Regions from separate parts of the Mus musculus genome. Here region 1 is linked to region 2. The links are chromatin contacts, called in public HiChIP or PLAC-seq maps. All regions are on one chromosome and are shown on one strand. The core of a region is the stretch at or near the end of the contact, and the rest is flanking DNA. Distances in the headings are between cores, read along the strand shown.

Region 1 (3,949 bases), core at 297-2,796, 800 kb before region 2:
TAAAACAAGCCGAAAGGAAGGAAATAGAAGCAAAAGCCCCACGCAGGAAACCTCTTCTCCCACTCCCAACTCTAAGACCCACTCACTGGCTCTGTGGCTGGGCATGGCTTCACAGCCCAGTGGGAAAAATTGTTAAGGATATGGCTGAGTCTTTTCCCCGTGGGTGGAACCAAAAGGGATCCTCTGGGAACTATGAGGAACCCAAGACCTCAGATCTGAAAGAGAAGGCACCAACCCATCCATATATGCTGGAGGGACTACGAAGGGATGACAGTCCTGGGTCTCTTAAGTCTCTGCCCATGCCGATCTGCTGCTCAGGTTCACCGGCATCCTTCTGTAACATCGGCAGCCTCACTTTACAAAGACCCATCACAGACCTCCCTTGACAGCATTCTCCTCTGGACATTGCAGGAGGTCAGCCCAACTGAGAACGCTACAGGGACAAGGGGAATGACAAAGTAACCATTGAGAGGAGGAGAGAGTGAATGCGAGGAAGCCATGTGTTGTTCCTCTTGGCCGTCCCCAAGGTTTCCTGAGTCTCTAGTCCCCAGAGCATATAGCTGAGGCCTCTCTGGACCCTCCTGATAGGACCGGGTGGCGATGCTATCCTCTCAAGAGCCCAGCTCTTATACCAACCTTCAACACACCAGGTGGAACGCTCTGTGCCAAAACGGTGAGGGGTTGGGTGCAGCCCTCTATCACCGGGTGAGGCAGCCAGCTGTCAGAACTGACAGATGCCTGCCATCCACAATGGTAAACTCAGCTCGCAGCAGCCGATAAGCAGAACCACATCAGAGCTCCCAAAGTCAAGGCTATGACTGAGGGGTCTCTGAGACTTAAAAACTGCCTAAGGGGCCAAGATGAAAGCAGCCAAGCACAACTCTCAAACCGCAGTTGCAGCGAGGGCTGCCCAGCCAGCACAGAGCGTGTAGTAAGGAGTTGAACAGCCAACTGCAACTGGAGGGTTGGGGGGAAGATCCCTTGTGTGGGGGTTGGTCTGGTGTCCTTTGAGTATCACAGTTTCCTCGTGAACACACCTGGAACTTGCCTCGGGGGCCAGAGACGAACTTTCTGTAGCGAAGGGAGAGCGTGGAGCAAAGAGTGGATGAGAGGGCGCGAGAATGAGGGGCGCCCCAAGAGACTGAGGAGCCAAAGCGCTGCTACATAGGAAGGGGCTGCGCCAGGCCACCCACCAGCCCATCGGACGCACAGCCCGGGCCACCGTCTGGGTCCTATCGCCCCACCTCCGGGCTGGGATGGCTAGATAGGGAAGGCACAAGCACCGCAGGTAGCAAGAGTGGCGGGACCAGGTGGCCCGGTCCTACCTGCAGCTCCTGAAATTCTCCCTCCAGCTCGTGCCACTCGCGCTCGCAACGCTCCAGCTGGCCGGACATGGTGCAATGGTGCAAGGCGGCGGCGGCGGCGGCGACGAAACCCGCAGCGTGACCCGTCCGGCCACCAGCAGCCCACGCCCGCCCGCTCACTAGCCGCCTCCCGAGGCACCAGCTGTTCCTGCGCAGCCGGAGCCACGCGCGCACCTGACGTCACGGGCCCCGCCCCGGCGCCAGCCTCACCCCCTCGCCCGAGGGTGGGGCCCGCGCATGCGCATGGGCGATCCCCCGGGCTCTGGCCTCGTGGCGGGTGCAACTCTTCAGTCTTCTTTGGGTCTCTTCACTCCTCGTGTGTAGGTAGTAGGTTTCTCGTCGGAGTGGGTGGAGGGTTTATGTGTAAGCTGCATTTATGGCTTATGTTACTTAGATTATCTTTGTGGGAGAGTGAGGTGGAAATGATTTGGAGGAGGTAAAGGGAAAATTCATGTATTCCTTCACATTGCCTGACCTAGGCCAAAGCCAGTGCCCTGAAATGACAGCTTTGACAGTGACCGCGTAGTAAGGTCAAGGGCAGGATGGGAAAAATGCAGACTTGGCTCTGTCATCTCACGCTGGCGATGATATTTATTGCAACCAATACAGCCTAGATACATCCCTGTCCTCTAAGACACTGGGTGACTCTTGACAGCTGGTGCTGTCAGTCAAAAGCCACAACCACCAAGTTTATGGAATACAGTTGCCTCCCTTTCCGTGCCAAGTCCGAAAAGACCTGCACAAGCCTGGCTTTTCCAACCACACCTCCTATCTCCCTGCCCTAAATCCAGCTCTCCGGCCATTGTTTTTATCCTGACTTGACATTCCTCCCTCTGAATCATCATGCAGTGGCTTCTTGCTCACTCCTGGAACCTCATTCAAATGACACCTGCAGCTGGGTGTGATATTGCATACCAGCCTTGACAACGTAGTAAGACTTGTCTCAACAAACAAACAAACAAACAAACAAATAAAATATCAAATGATGCCTGTCGGGGCTGGAGGGAAAAACTTCAGTGGTTAAGGGTGTGTGTTCTGCAGTTTGGGTGGCACATGCCTTTCATTGAAGCACTCCAGGGCCAGAGGCAGATAGATCTCTGTGGGTTTGAGACCAGCCTGGTCTACATAGCTCAGGGCCAGCTCCACAGTAAGACCCTGTAAAATTAATTAAAATTAAAAGGACACCTGCATTAGTTTCACAGGGCTATGCTTAGCTACAAGTGGGTGGCCTAGACAATAGAAGTGCATTTATCTCACAGCGACCAACCTGAAACGAAAGTGTCATGACTCCTGAGACCCTGGGTAGGGCCTTGCCTTGCTACCTAGTAGCCATGACAGTGACTGTTGAGCCTACATACTCCATGGCTTTCATCTGCATTGCTCCATTCTCTCTGACCAGTAGTTACAGGGCCTCTCTGTGTGCCCTCTCTTATGAAGACACTGTGAATGAAAATCCCCAGAAGGGCTAGAGAGATGGGTCAGCCTCAGCGGTTAAGAGCACTGGCTGCTCTCCCAGAGATCCTGAGTTCAATTCCCAGCAGTCACATGAAAGAGCTAGAGAAAGTACCCAAGGAGCTGAAGGTGCTTGCAGCCCACTAGGAGGAACAACAATGTGAATTAACCAGTATCCCCAGAGCTCCCAGGGACTAAACCACCAGCCAAAGACTACACACGGAGGGACTCATGGCTCTAGCTGCATATGTAGCAGAGGAAGGCCTAGTTGGTCATCAATGGGAGGAAAGGCCCTTGGTCCTGTGAAGGTTCTATGCCCCAGTGTAGGGGAATGCCAGGGCCAGGAAGCAGGAGTGGGTGGGTTGGTAAGCAGTGAGAGGGGGAGGGGATAGGGGGTTTTCGTGGGGGAAACCAGGAAAGGGAATAACATTTGAAATGTAAATAAAGAAAATATCTAGTAAAAAAAAAAAAACAACCAATCAAAGTGGGAAAATGAAAAAAAAAAATTTGTTTTGTTTTTTTTTTTTTTGAGACAGGGTTTCTTTTTCTTTTTCTTTTTTCTTTTTTTTTTTTTTTTTTTTCTTTTTCTTTTGGTTTTTCGAGACAGGGTTTCTCTGTGTAGCCCTGGCTGTCCTAGAACTCACTCTGTAGACCAGGCTGGCCTTGAACTCAGAAATTCACCTGCCTCTGCCTCCCAAGTGCTAGGACTAAAGGTGTGTGCTACCACTGCCTGGCAAAAAAACAAACAAACAAACAAAAAAACAAAACAAAAAAACCCAACTTTTTAAAATGTATTAACTTAATAAAACCTTAGTTTCTGCTAGTCATCAAAAGACTAAATGTGCTGTCAGATAACACCTCAAGTCTAAAGTGGAATGTCTCCATTTCGGTGTAACTTAATGATTTTTGCAGTGTATTATCAAGTGTCTTGATTTAAGACTATCTTTGTTCAGTTAATACCAAAATTTCATCAAACTATTACCACCTTGGAACATGGACTTTGGGGTATTAAACCTATGTTCCTGTGTCATGGGCATTCATATTTGGCTCCAAAATAATATATCTCTCTTAAAAAAAAAAACATTTACTTTTTTATATTATGTGTATGAATGCTTTTTTTATTTTTGGTTTTT
Region 2 (4,162 bases), core at 332-2,831:
TTGCCCTCATCCCCCCCCTTCCCCCTCCCCACCCACTCCCCAGCTACAAGGCTTTGTGCTCCAGGCCTGTGGAGCTTCCACCTGCCCAGGGAATCTTTGGATCTGCTAATGAAAGACACACACACACACACACACACACACACACACAAACACACACACACACACACACACACATTAGCTTACTGTTGAAATGCCTTGGTTACCTCAAAGGCTTGGCACTCCTACACCTTCCCCTGCTACCCCAGGCCCAATCAGGGAAGTGGCCACCAGTCACCCACCTGAATTCTCACGTGGCTGGTTGGCTTCCTCACCTGCAGCCCCTGGGCCCCATCATTCTTCTCCAGTCGGGGAAATCCTCCTTTCTCCCCTCTGCGTCCACGCCCTCCAAACAAGGACCTTTAGCTTTTGGAAACAGAGATTCCTGGTTGAATCAGAGCATTAGAACCAATCTCCAACAACCAAGCAAGCATCTGGGGACAAACCTAACTTGGTAAAAGAACCTTGGCGGTCACACAGAACAAGCAACCTGTTTTCCACCTGAGGAAAGTGGGTGAATAGAAAGTCTATGCCACCACACTGTGGAGGTACATGCTTGTAATCCCAAGATTCGAAAGTCAGAGGCAGGTAGATATCTGTGAATCTGAGGCCAGCCTGGTCCACACAGCTCCAGGACAGCCAGGGTTACATAGTGAGACATTGCTTTTTTTGTTTTATGATTTTTTTAAAAATTGAGTGTAGTGGCACACAACTTCAATCTAAGCACTTGGCAGGTAGATCTCATTAGTTCAAGGCCAGCCTAGTCTACAGAGCAAGTTCCAGGATGGTCAAGGCTAGAGAAAACCTAGTCTTGAAAAGAAAAGAATTTTTTTTAATTTAAATTTAAAAAGGGAACAAAATCCGAAAAACTTCTCATAAGAAGCCAATGGGTAGTTGGGTGTTGCTGGTCTGAACTGGAGACCTGGAGAGGGGTCTCCAGGAAGTTAATGACTAGGAAGGAACTAGGTGCCATCCATTCTTGGTAGTTGGTTCACATTGCTTTGCTGGGATGTGGGTGGAAGGTGGGGAGGTCATGTTTTCCCCTCCTGAAACCCATCGCCTCCTCTCAGCTCTCTGAGAATAGAATTTGATTCTCTTGGAGAAAAAGTAATCCACTATGTCTGAGATTTGTGTACTTGGACCAATGTTCCAAGAAGCGACACACTGGAGCTGGAGAGACACCTTATTTGGCAAGCATGAAGACCTTAGTTCGGAGATCCGAACTAAGCACTGACAAGAAAGTTGAGCCCAGTGGTTTGTGCACCTGCAATCCCCCAGCGCAGGGGAGGTAGAAGCAAGAGGACCCCCTGGTGCTTACTTGTGAGCTCCGGGTTCGGTGTGAGATACCATCGGAAAATTAAGGTAGGGATCAATCGAGGAAGATACCTGATGTTAACGTCTGGCTTCTGTACACATACCTATGTATGTGCACGTGCACTAGAACCCGTGCGCGCACACACACACTCAGAAATAAGTCAACTCACGCGCAAAGTGGAGACATGACCCATCTGTGGCCAATCAGCATCCTAGTCTCTTGGTCACAGTCATTGGCTTAAAGAGGAAGGACCTAACTAGTGTCAAACCGATGAAAGCGATTTTGAGATCGTGTAGAGAGTTAAGAAGAGTCAATGCCCAACCAGCGCCCTAGAGCAGGTGGGATGCAGGCTTGGGTCTCCGAGGGCTGCCATCTTGGCTACTTGATTAGAACCAACTGTGACATTCATTGAAGCCCCTTCTAAAATCCTGCGGGCCTCAAGAGAGGATCAATCACATTTTGCTGAGTTCCCCCTTGGACTTAAGCCTCAGGCTTTGACTTGCAAAACAAAGCGGCCCGACAGACACAACACGTGACCAGCTTCCATGGCTACCCTAACAGTGTCAAGAACAAAGTTCCTACCACAAAGGCGGCTGTGTGGGAGGAGCTTCTCTGCTCATTTGCATAGAGAAGTGGGAACAGGTGCCTCTCAGGGCCCCACTGAAGGAAATTTCTGACTTCCTGCTTCAGTCTCTGCTCCAGATACAGCAAGCTCCTGATTGGAGGGCTTGGAAAAGATGCTGGGTGTGTAGCCTGTCTCTTCCACCTTTTTGACCTCGATCTGTCCTGACCTTCAGACACGTGCGTTACGTGGACACCTGTGGATTCCTGGTCCCTGTAGTAACCCAGCCCAGGTCTGGCAAAATCAGTTTGATCCCGAGAGGTTGTTTCTGACCAAGCTGGGTCTCCTTTGAAATTTGAACATCAATGTTAGTGCTTAGATTTCTAGTGTCCTGATTTGGACGTCAATGTTAGCAGTACTGCCACTCCACAAAACCCCTCGTGTTCACTGATGTTTCTCTTTTTGGAGAGCTTCCAGAGGCCGACTTTGGGAGCCTAAAATAACACGTAAAGGTCAGTTGTTGTTTTTTTGTTTTTTTAAAAATACAATCCAGGGGGGTTGGTGGGATGGCTCAGTGGGTAAGAGCGCCCGACTGCTCTTCCGAAGGTCCAGAGTTCAAATCCCAGCAACCACATGGTGGCTCACAACCATCCACAACAAGATCTGACTCCCTCTTCTGGAGTGTCTGAAGACAGCTACAGTGTACTTACATATATTAATAAAATAAATCTTTAAAAAAAAATACAATCCAGGTCTGGGGTTTAAAGGTAATTTAACTGTGAGTTAGGATTCTGGGACTGGGTGGTTTGAGATAGCTAAAATTGTTCTGCTAGGTTTTAACTGGTAACTACCTAAGGACCTAAATTTTTGGATTGAAGAAACCATTCATTCCCACCTCCTCTTCCTACTCTAAACTATGAAAACTGTCCTCAGGTTGTACAGTGGGTCTCCTGGGTGGGTCTAGGTGCTCCCTTCTCTGACCAATAAAAGGTCTGCTCTTGCTATTAAGGCAGATCTGCATTTATTTACCTCTGCCAGTTTAATTCTTACTTTGCGGATCCCAGGGGTCAAACTCAGGTTATCAGGCTTGGCCCCAGTCTTATTTACTGAGCTATCTCACCCGCCCTACCCGTCTCCGCAGCCCCCACCCCCCATCCTTTTTGGATGATGCTGGGGATTGAACTCATGGCCTCCTGAAAGCTATGCAAATGCTATCCGTGTACTACTCCAGCCCTTTCTGCCTAAACATAAACGAATTAATTAAAAACTTGAGATTTAAGAAATGAAAAGGGTCAGATGAGCAGCTGGTATCGAAAGTCTTTAATCTCGGCACTCTGGAGGCAGAGGCGGGCAGATTTCTGAGTTCAAGACCAGCCTGGACTACGGAGCAAGTTCCAAGACAGTTAAAGCTACACAGAAAAAATCCTGTCTGAAACCCCTGCTCCCAAAATAGACTAGTGAAAGTAGTGAGTGTTTCCTTGACTTTTGCCATGAAGCAGAAGATGAAATCCCAAAGGTGAGCTGAGAGAGAAGTGGGAGAGGCTGAGCACTAGAGCCTCAGGCTGGTGGAGACAGGTTTGCTCCAGATGTCTGGGAGGACATGATATGCTCTGGGGACAGACAAAATAAATAAATAAATAAATAAAACTGTCCCTGTCACCTGCCAGAAAGAAGCCAGAAGCTGAGAGAGCAGCCACCCAGGCTGGAGAAGCAGATGTTCAGGCTTGAACTGAAATCTTGGGAGACAGCCTCGGCAGGTGTGAGAGGGAGGGGGGAAGCTTTGCAAGGTGCTCCGAGAGGTTTTAAGAGAAAAGAACAACCCACAAGTTTAAGGAACCCAAGAAAAGCTGAGGTAACCATTTAATTAAGTCAGTGGGAAGAAAATATTATTACTCTTTTTTTTTTCCAGTGATTCAGGGAGGTTAGTCATCTCTTTGGGAAGATCTAAACTGGAAGCTGGGTTTGTGTGGCTCATGCCTGTAATTCTACTCTCTGGAGGCTGAAGTAATGAAGATCAAAAGTTCAAGACCAGAGCTAAGAAACGGCTCAGCATCCAAATGCACTTCCTGATAAACCTGATGACCTGGGTTTAATCCTGGGACCTGCAAGTTGTCCTCTGGTCTCCGTATCTGCACTATGGCACATGCGTGCGAACACACACCCACACACACATGCACGTACGAGGCCAGCCTGGTCTACAGAGTGAGTTCCAGGACAGCCAAGGCTACACAGAGAAACCCTGTCTCGAA

Evidence for each region. HiChIP or PLAC-seq counts read pairs in DNA pulled down with a chosen protein or histone mark.
Region 1: an H3K27ac HiChIP or PLAC-seq map of embryonic stem cells shows a contact between it and region 2, with 5 read pairs. The contact joins the promoter of Tmem120b here to the promoter of 1700112N08Rik in region 2. A contact is called at or near these places in 1 of 39 promoter capture datasets (cranial neural crest), 1 of 484 Hi-C or Micro-C datasets (embryonic stem cells) and 1 of 115 datasets of contacts at active chromatin or transcription factors (embryonic stem cells).

The regions. Positions count from the first base shown.
Region 1 is chr5:123,073,872-123,077,820 of GRCm38.p6, reverse strand. Tmem120b (transmembrane protein 120B) reads right to left here and starts at 1,546. Exons shown (of 12, transcript NM_001039723.2): 1 at 1,326-1,546. The coding sequence starts at 1,394.
Region 2 is chr5:122,272,742-122,276,903 of GRCm38.p6, reverse strand. It overlaps 1700112N08Rik (a long non-coding RNA gene), which reads right to left and starts at 1,581. Exons shown (of 4, transcript XR_878753.1): 1 at 1,355-1,581; 2 at 279-402.